Regions from separate parts of the Bombyx mori genome. Here region 1 is linked to region 2. Evidence: chromatin contacts called from public Hi-C data. All regions are on one chromosome and are shown on one strand. The core of a region is the stretch at or near the end of the contact, and the rest is flanking DNA. Distances in the headings are between cores, read along the strand shown.

Region 1 (5,252 bases), core at 68-2,567, 170 kb before region 2:
AAAATGCTCTCGTTGAACCTACATTGATGAAAGAGATGTCACGGCGTTCCTGAAATATTATTGTGTCATGTTAATGATCAACTTGTATGTTATTTTGACGTGATAACGTCTTATAAATCAATAAAAACGGGCTGCACACACGAAAAAGTAACACGTTCCGCCTGAGCCTGAACGTGCAAGCGAGAGAACGAAACTACCGTTAGAAAGGTACGATCGACACAAGTGTTAATTTATTGAAAAAAATAATAATTTTCAATTAATTCCTTATAAAAAATTATAACTCAGTGATATTAATTCAATTCAATTAATTAAAGTATACAATTTTTCATCAGTGTTTCTTATGACGTACTAATCACGTAAAACTATCTTCCGCAAGCCAACTTTACAGGCAACCCATTTTTTCTACTTAAAAATCAGCTCAGACAAATCAAATCTTAAATTCTCGATCACATTTGTGGTGGTTGCCATCACAGAACACAAAATATTCGACAGATGCCTCAATCTCGCTTACCATATTTTCAAGATTATCTTGCTTATATACAAATTCCGAAATATAAATTTTGGGACCGTCGGTCTACCGAGCAATATCACCCGCTTGGTGGAAGATCTTCCCTTTCTCGTATACCTCCACACATTTTTAGTGAGAATTTACTAGTGGTAGGACATCTAGTGAGACCGCACAGGTAAGCACCACCATCTCACCTTTTTCTGCCGTGAAGCAGTAATGCATTTCGATTTGAAGTGTGGGGCAGCCGTTGCACTGTAAAAACGGAGACCTTAGAATTCATGTCTCGAAGTGAGTGGCGGCATTTACGATGTAAATGTCTATGGGCTTCGGTTACCACTTAATATCAGGTGCGCCATGAGCTCGTCCAACCATCAACGCTATAAAAATACAATAATTGAATCTTTAAACTTAGATTTAGATCTATTTAAATTTTAATAATTTTCACAAAATACTGGCATGATTATTTTTACTTTGCCACGTTTGAAATGTGTTTTTTAATGTTGGCTCTTCTATTTTTAAATAAATATGTGTGAACTGTTGCTACTTTCCTTTAACATGAGAATTCCACTGGGCTCATATTGGTTAAGAGCATAACAGACAGTTCCTAGTTGGCTTTAGTACAAATTTGAATATCAGTCAATTATAAATTATTGAATAAGCAATACATTTATTTATTATGAACAAATAAAAAGCAAAAAAATAATTTCAAAATTATTGTCTTTTATTTGTTTCTCCTATCTGAAATCGACTCTTTGGTAAATTGAAAGAAAATCGAACTTATTTAAAAAATCGATTCTTCAATAAATCGTTTTCAAATAGGCATCCCTCATTTTTAACAAAATCAATATGGCTGACTTTTACCGGTTGGCCTGTCTTCTGTCTGTTTTGAATTTTGATAAAAAAATTATCGTTTCGTAACAGATAAACCAACGTGTCTCTTAGATTTAGGCATTTGTAAAAGTGCCTATATATTTTTAAATAATGGAAGCTCTTATACCAGTTATTAATAAACTACAAGATGTGTTCAATACAGTTGGAGCTGATGCCATTCAATTACCCCAAATAGCTGTTTTAGGAACCCAGGTAAATTTGGGCCAGTATTCTTTTAGAATTTCAGCAAGACTATTATATTTTTGAGCATTGTTATTAACAAGGTATAAAAGGCCATACAGATCGTCGTGGTTATGTAAAAACGTCAGTAGAGTTCTTTGTCCTCATTCAAATTAAACTACGTTGTCATTGACCAAGACCGTAGTACAGTTTCATTGAATTGAAATAATATGTACCTACGCAAGAATGGCTTACGTCTTAATAGACATAAATTGCAACAAGAACCCTATTCTGCTTTGGAAAAATGGACTTCGATCGAATCTAAAGCAAATTATTAGTTTTATCGAATGGCAAACCTACTCTTTATTATGAAAAAAAAGTTAGATAGTTTGATAACTATTACGAAATGAGTATTTTACAGTTCTTGTAGAATAACCACAAAAACTAAAAAACTGTCCACAAGAACGACCGTCGCCCGTCGCAAATTGCCAATAAATAAACGCAACATGAAACGTAGTTTTAATCATAAGAAAAAATGATATAAAAAATTATCTGTTCAGTATGGGTGTAAATTCTTCTTACTTTAATTTTTTTTTAAAATAATTATGCATTTTTAGAGCTCTGGTAAAAGTTCAGTGATAGAAAGCCTGGTAGGTCGCTCATTTCTGCCTCGGGGTCCTGGGATAGTCACTCGGCGTCCTCTCATTCTCCAGTTAGTCTACAGTCCAAAAGAAGGCAAAGAGCATCGCTCAGCTGAAGAAGGTTAGTGACATCTCAGTTAATGCTTAATAACAGCTCATACATCATTTGAACCTATCACTATGATTAAAATTATTACCTAAATTGAGCCATAAATTAACTTAACAATCATATTAACAGTCAACACAACTAATTTGTATATTATTGCGTTATAATTATTCATATTGTTTTCAATAGGATAAGAATACTTGAACTAGAAATCTTCATTGTCAGTTATCATTTGTAAAGATTCATATATCAAAGCAATTAATAATTACTCCAAATTTCAAAAGTAAAAAAAATGACTCAAATAGTCTTTATTATATAATTTTTTTGTGTAGTATTCCCTGTTCAAACACATTACCTCAAATGTTTATAAGAAATTTTAATCAATTTGTGATCCATGTTCACTCAGCAGCAATAGTTAGACCAATATGGGTGACTTGCATGCCACTTATTCACATCCATCCTGCTTATTCACAGCTTCAATACATGCAGATTATTTGTAGGGCAAGTGTAGCATATCTATCATCCTATTAGGTATAGGATATGTGAATGTATTCGGTAATCTCATAACACGAGAACCAAACATTTAAAAGAAAGCAATAAAGGTCTTGTTTTGAGTTGACAAAGTGTTCTACGTCCTATTATTTGAGAGTGTGTGGAGTATAAAAAAATATTGTTTTTAATCGAGTAGCACCATAAATAAAATGTTTTCAAAACAAAAACACAACAATTAGGTATCTAATTATGATTAAGTTCAAAATTTACTTTTCTTGTTAAAATCAATCCATGATACTTACCTATCAATGAAAAACTATTATTTTAGTACTAAAAGCCCAACATAAAGAAGCTGCGTCATGGAATCCAATGGCACAGATTACTCAATCAATATTTTCAGCAGGTTTGTATTTTGAGGTTGGAATATTCTAAAGATTTCAACTAATTGGCGAAATCTAAAAGGAAACGCCATAAACCTAAGAGATAGATAGATTTCAACTAATATCAAATCTCGGAATTGTTTCATATTCATGTAACATAATAATAACTTATTTATCATAACATAATACATGGTATTTTTTTTATTTTATTTTTATTGCTTAGGTGGGTGGACGAGCTCACAGCCGACCTGGTGTTAAGTGGTTACTGGAGCCCATAGACATCCACAACGTAAATGCGCCACTGGTTTTGAACACCAGTGCATCGCTCAACACAAATGCATCGGACGTCTTATCCATTAGGCCACGGCAAAAGAATTGTTTGAAGTTTTCTATATTTAAAAATGATTTTTTTTGTAATAATAAGTTTTGAAATATAAAATGGATATTACACAATTTTTATTTTATATTACATTATATGTAACTATTGAAAGTGCCAAAGCTAATAATTACTTTTTGTTTATACAGTAACGGCATACCTACAGATTATTTTACCTAAAATAAACATACTGGTTTTGGAGTATTATGATAAAATTAAAATCTTAAGTTGCATGTTTTGAAATGGTTCATCTAACCTCTTACTTTGTTTCAGGTACTCTTAATCTAGAAGAATGGGGAAAGTTCCTACACACAAAAGACAAAATTTACACAAACTTTGAAGAGATAAGACAAGAAATAGAAAGAGAAACTGACCGTATGGCTGGCAGCAACAAGGGAATATCTCCAGAACCTATAAACTTGAAAATATATTCAACCACAGTTGTCAACCTTACTTTAGTCGATCTACCCGGTATAACAAAGGCAAGTTCCTTGCATTACAGTTAAAACTCGATATATCAAATTTCAATGGAAGAGATGAACATTTAAATCTAAAACACTATCTAAAACAATAAAACTTAAGCTTTTGACTTAACAAGAATGTTGAAGTTAGTTTTTTTTTGTTTTAACATACAGTTATTTAAAAAAGTGATATTCATACAACAAGAAATAGTAAAGCTTTAAAGTATGCCCCTCGTACTTTAATCTTAAGGTACTAAGTCTTTATTAAGCTTAAATCACCACCTTCAGATTAAAGTACTTGACTTATTCACTGCAGAAATAAAATAGTGCTTTTGACTTTTGGCATAGAATTGCTGCATCTCCATACTGTTTGTCTGATCAATGAAGACTCGGATATTAATGTGACAGGTTGCTAATCAACAATTGAAAGGAATAAAAGTACTGCAAAATTAGAAAATATTAGAAAAAAACTGAATTAAATTTTCTTTTAGGTGCCAATAGGTGATCAACCAGAAGACATAGAAAACCAAATCAGAAACCTTATTATTAAGTATATCTCTAACCCAAATTCCATTATATTAGCTGTAACAGCTGCTAATACAGACATGGCGACTAGTGAAGCCATCAAATTGGCTAAGGATGTGGACCCTGATGGCAGAAGGACATTGGCTGTTGTCACCAAACTTGATCTCATGGATGCAGGTATTAAACTAATAACCTTTCTTACATTTATTAGCCACTGATAAATGCATAGAAAATTATTTGCTTTGTGGCTTAGCATTTGTAAAACAAGATCTGATCCCAATTAGGTCAATTGAAATATAAAAAGAGAGAGAGAGAGAGAAATAAATAAATAATTATTATTACTACTATTATATTATTATTAAAAAACAACATTTTTTTAAATTTAAACCTGAATAGTTTACTACATTTTTTAAATATCAAACACTGTAATCATTGATAACACTTATCAATTTTCTAACTATGCAAATTAATTAAATACATACATTTTTGCCTACATTTTGGTGTAGGCGATTATGACGATTGCTATTCTCACAATAATTAATTAAATACTTTCTAAATAGATTTTCATGGCATCATCAGAGAAACTCAATTATACAAGAATGGTAGTGCATTCCACAAAATCCTATTGTGCTGTAAAAGGTCAAAACATTAAATCAGAGTAAATTCTTCCGTTTTCTCGATTTTAGACATAATTGAAACTGTCTTAGACTCAA
Region 2 (5,092 bases), core at 925-3,424:
TCGTGCTACTGATGTATGTAGACGCTGACCGCCAAAAAATACTCGAATCAACGTAGGTGTCTGAAAATTGACAAATACATTTGTATTGTATGTATACAGTTGTGTGTTATATTATGTAGAACAAAGTGGATTTGTATGGAAATTGAATTTCATTATCTGAATAAACACAAAACAAAAATATGTATGGTTTAGAGTAAATTACATTTCCCGAAAACTTACCCTGATCGAGCTTAACATTTTAGTTAATAAAACACTATTTATTTTTCTACTAAACAGTGAAAACTGACAGAGAAGTGAGAATGCGTAACAATATTATTATCTGGGTCTACTAACCGATACTAATAGAATAGAACTTTACTCGCAAACTAAATTATAAAGTAGGCAGTTCTGTAGTAGTAAGTTCCTAACAAAAATCGTATTTTAAACTCATAACCTTGCCCGAATACAGTGATATTTTTTTTAGGGTATTTTATGATTTGGTAACTAAGACCTTTAAGTCATGTCTTATTTTAATTTAAATTCTTATTTTCATGAAAAATGATAATATGGAGTGAAATGAAATGGGATGAAATGAAATGAAGATAATTAACCCGAGACATTAATCAACTGGGATGAAATTAAATGAAATGAGATAAGATGATATGGGATGAAATGTAATCTCAGTAAAATGGTGGTCATTTACTGAAATTTTTTCAGTGGACTTTTTGGAGGATCTCGAGAAGTTACTTCCAACGGCTTTGTTTCATTTTCCCACATTTGTGCACTTTCAGAGATACTAAACAGTTAAGAAACCACCGTTATTACACATTTAAAGCTGAAGAAACACTAAATAGACAAAATAGAACAAATCGCACAGCTTGACACCTCGCGTTCCCGCCAAAAAGTCCTTCATAGATTACAAATATAACAATTTGTTTTTTTAAATGATTTTATGGCTTGGTAACTGCAGCTTTAAACCAAGTCTATTTTAATGAGATTTTTTAATTAACTTTTTGTAAGAACCGAGAAGCTACGAACGCGAATTTGTTTAATTTTTTCACATTTGTGCATTTTCACAAATGTTAAACAGTTACATTTGTTACACGTTGAAGCCTGAAGAAATGCTAAAGTAACAAAATAAAACAATTCACACAGTTCGCGCTCCCGCCAAATAGGCCCAAATATTTCAAAGGAAGGGAAATGTTCTACTTGTAATATTTAAAACATTTAATATATTGAATTTAGACATAATGCTGGCAATAATGGCATTGAAAGAAACCAATTGGCATACTATGGCATATTAAAAAAGAGAAGAACAAGAACCTTTATCTAAGACCTTTTTAATTAAATACTCATGTACATATTTATTTCATTATTGATTTGGAAACCAGCAATACAAAACAACCATATAATAAATTAGGCATAGGTATAGGTAAAACAAACAAAACACCATTAACAAAATTTAGTTTTAATAATATGTACTAGTTTTAACGTCTGCATAAAATGAGATTTAATGCAATTCAATTAATATGTGGTGTGTAAAATAAAAGTAGCCGTTGTTAATTTCAATTTTAATCTATTTCCTCCTAATTATTAGTAACTATAATAGTACGAAGCTATTTTTGTTCTTCGGAGAATAACAGAAAAAAACGATCTAAATAAAAAAGTCGGAATATTGGAATTATAATCACTTCTTATTTTTTTCAATATTTTGACTCTTCTTGCGATGCTATTGTTACCTTTATAAACACTTAATTCATAAGTACTTTAAAAAACAAGAAGAAGAAACGAGTTAAGAAGATTAGAAATAATGTCACAGTAATATAGTAAGAATATGCTGAGACTTGACTGGGCTTTCTAGTACTTGAGAAGCCATGTCTACCGACTTCTGCCTGACTTGCGCACTTTCACATGCTAAACAGGTATCATTAATAGACTTTTAACCCTGAGGAAATACTAAATGTACAAAACCAAAAAATTCACACCAATTTACTCCTTGCGTTTTCTCTCTCTTTCCCTCTTAAACAAACGACACACGCATTTCGTGTGTGTGTTCATTATTAAACCGAAATAACAAGACATCAAACTGGTGTATTGTTTTTTTGCCTTACGAAATAATCAAAACAAAAAACCTCAACGATCCTGAGCTGAATGGTTAAAGTAGGTATTGCCATATAGCAAAATTCCAAAAAACTTACGACTTGCGTCCTTTTGCTGGGAGTGACAGATAGAAATTTCTATCTCTATCTTCTAACCCACGACGCAATCCAAGAAAAGTTGTTGCCTGTGAAGGATGCCTTCAGCTGCTAATGCAAAATCTGAAAAGCCGGCCTCTTCGGAGGATAAGGATACACCAATTCGACAAATTATGACGATTATTGAGCATAAAATTCGTAATTTGGAAAAACGCAAGGTAAGTAAATACAATGTAAACGATATCAACAAAATGTTTAATGTTCCGGTGTTAGTCGAGTGTTCAATCGTTCTTAAAACTTGCCTTAATTTCGTGTTTTGACCTTTATTTAAATTCGTTCCATAAGCTTATTCCTTAATTGTTTGCTAAATTCATTCAAATACTCTCTTGACGCCATTTTACACATGTGCTTCGCAAAGTTGACGATGAGAACCATGACGCCCTGTTATTTTTGGGAGTAATTTTTTTATTGTCTCTATATTTATTTCAGTAGTTCTTTTAGTAAATGTAATTAGTTATGTTAAAGCGAAAACATTAGCTTTGCTATTAAAAAAAATTTAATTTAGGACTAAAGTATTTTAGTGTTTATATGTTCTAGCTTGTGTAGTATCTTTTGTTGTTAAAACGAGTCCATAGTGAATTTACAGGTTAGGCCCTGTGACAAACTGTTTTGTAGATGAGATATGGATAGAATTGCTAGACTTCTATTGCTATGACAGCAAACTACATTAATATAATAAATCACCTATAAATTGTGATATTATATTGTCTGTTTTATTACTTCTCTTTTCTTATTTTTTTATTTGCAAAAATCACTTCCAAACAATAAATTATACGTCCAGCTTAATTCAAACCAAAATTTCTTTAGAGAATTTTCAATAAATAATGTTTGATTACTTTAGTTTGGTATTTTTCATTTTGTTGTGCTAAAGATTATTTTTCATTTTGTTGTGCTAAAGATGATTTATTACTGAAAATTTTAAGTAACTTATTCTTAATAAATCCAGTTGTTCACTCCTATTATGTTAATACCTTTCATGAATACCCAAAGTGCAATAATATTGGTGGTACCTGTTAATTTTATAGTTAAATTATTCAACAAAACTATGTATACCTATACTTAACCTATATCTAGTATAATATAGTCAAATACAAATGGTTAAAGAATACAGGTAACCTTATAACACTGTATCTCTACAACATGATAACAAATTTTTTGTTTAAAATTATTTAGACAATTAAGTTATGCACTATGAATACACAATCTGAAATATTACTGCTTATTTTTATGTATATTACATAAAATAAAATACATACAGGCATAGTTGAGATGTTTGATTCAGAAAAAAATATTCTCCTTTTTGTATGTACTTGCTTCTAATCTCATATAATATGGGAATTTTTAGGAATGCATCTACCATATTATAGGCAGTTTACCTGTACTGAGAATGAGTATTTGGGGCTATCCATATATGTAAGGAAAACTTTTTTCTTCAATAGACATAAATTTTTCTACACTGTAGTTAAAGTATACATTATTTTTATCATGATAACTAAAAGAGTCAGCAACATTGTTGTTTCTTGGTTTCTTATGTACACCAATATTGGAGAATTTTCAAGATAAATATCAGGGTTTACAAAGTTTTTTTTTACAAGCTTAACACTTGATAATACAATGAAAGAACTAGCTTTCAAGACATACATATACACCAGTGAACTCAATGATTTATCCTATGATTTCAGTTTTGGGCAGTTTACAATATTTAAAGTAATTAAGTACCTCACATTTTATTTCATCAATTGACTTCCAGAAAAAGGAACAAAATCTTTTACAAAGTTAATGAATAAATATGTAACAGGGGACAAACCACACATGGTCATGTAGCTCCAAATTGGGATCACTGTATCATGGCAACCAGAGATAAATGTATATGTTGTAATATATACATGAATAAATATTAGTTTGATCTACAGTTATATATTACGTACTTTAAATTATCCTCATAATATGCTCTATTAAATGCATAAAGTACTTGAAATCAGCTAAATTTTTTAAAATTATAGCAGCAGTTTTTCTATCAACCATTATAATCACTAATGTGATGTCATGATCATTATTGTCACTGATGAAAAAAATAAATTACTTTATTGTTTCAGAGTAAACTAACATCATATCGTGACCTGCAGAAAGCTGGAAAAGAGCTAAATTCTGATCAAAAAGTTGCAGTTGCTAAATATGATGAAGTTGCCCAAACCCTTGAATTTGCAAGAGATCTCTCAAAGCAAGTTACTGCTATAGCAATCTCTTCAGAGCGTGAGGCAAAAAAACAAGCTAAAAAGGTAACTTCATAAAGTTGCTCATTTTTGTAAACCTCCATTCTAAACTATTTCTAAGAAAGTACTACAGTCAGCAACTATACATAAGAGAGAGAGGATTCGTTTTACTACCATCAAATATCATATTCCAAAAGACATTTTTTTTATTCCAACCTCATTTAAAAGCATAATCGTTCTTCTTGAAAGTTTTTAACAGTTCTGTTTTAAATTTAGGAAGCCTGGGTTCGTTATGCAGCAGAGACCAACAAAATAAAAGAAGTTTTACTTATTCTGGATTGCCTTATGCAAATGGGTAGTGCAGATGCAAGGACTGATTTCATAAATGGAACAAATGGTGCTGCTAAATTAACTGAGGATGATTTAAAAATTTTGGATGATTTGTGAGTACAATTCTTAGTTCTAAATATTGTTGTTTTACAGATTTACTTAACTGACTTCAAAAAAAAGGAGATTCTCAATTGGACCATTTTTTCATGTGTTACTTCAAATTTTTTTCTAGGTGAACTGACTTTCATAATTTTTATTTATTTAAAAGCAGATGATTGTGTGTTCAATTTAAATTTAACAAGATCAGACCAGTAG

The links. A called contact is a pair of places that touch in the nucleus more often than the background predicts.
Region 1: a Hi-C map of posterior silk gland shows a contact between it and region 2, with 2.1 times the contacts expected there. The contact joins the promoter of LOC101744411 here to the promoter of LOC693083 in region 2. A contact is called at or near these places in 3 of 7 Hi-C or Micro-C datasets (middle silk gland, posterior silk gland and whole pupa).

The regions. Positions count from the first base shown.
Region 1 is chr13:10,603,339-10,608,590 of ASM3026992v2, reverse strand. LOC101744411 (dynamin-1-like protein) reads left to right here and starts at 1,317. Exons shown (of 14, transcript XM_038015160.2): 1 at 1,317-1,591; 2 at 2,176-2,320; 3 at 3,827-4,035; 4 at 4,506-4,716. The coding sequence starts at 1,490.
Region 2 is chr13:10,436,752-10,441,843 of ASM3026992v2, reverse strand. It overlaps LOC693083 (glycosyl-phosphatidyl-inositol-anchored protein), which reads left to right and starts at 2,174. Exons shown (of 4, transcript NM_001046836.1): 1 at 2,174-2,392; 2 at 4,331-4,513; 3 at 4,724-4,890. The coding sequence starts at 2,273. It overlaps LOC732919 (mitochondrial single-stranded DNA-binding protein), which reads right to left and starts at 356. Exons shown (of 3, transcript NM_001046919.1): 1 at 220-356; 2 at 1-60. The coding sequence starts at 237.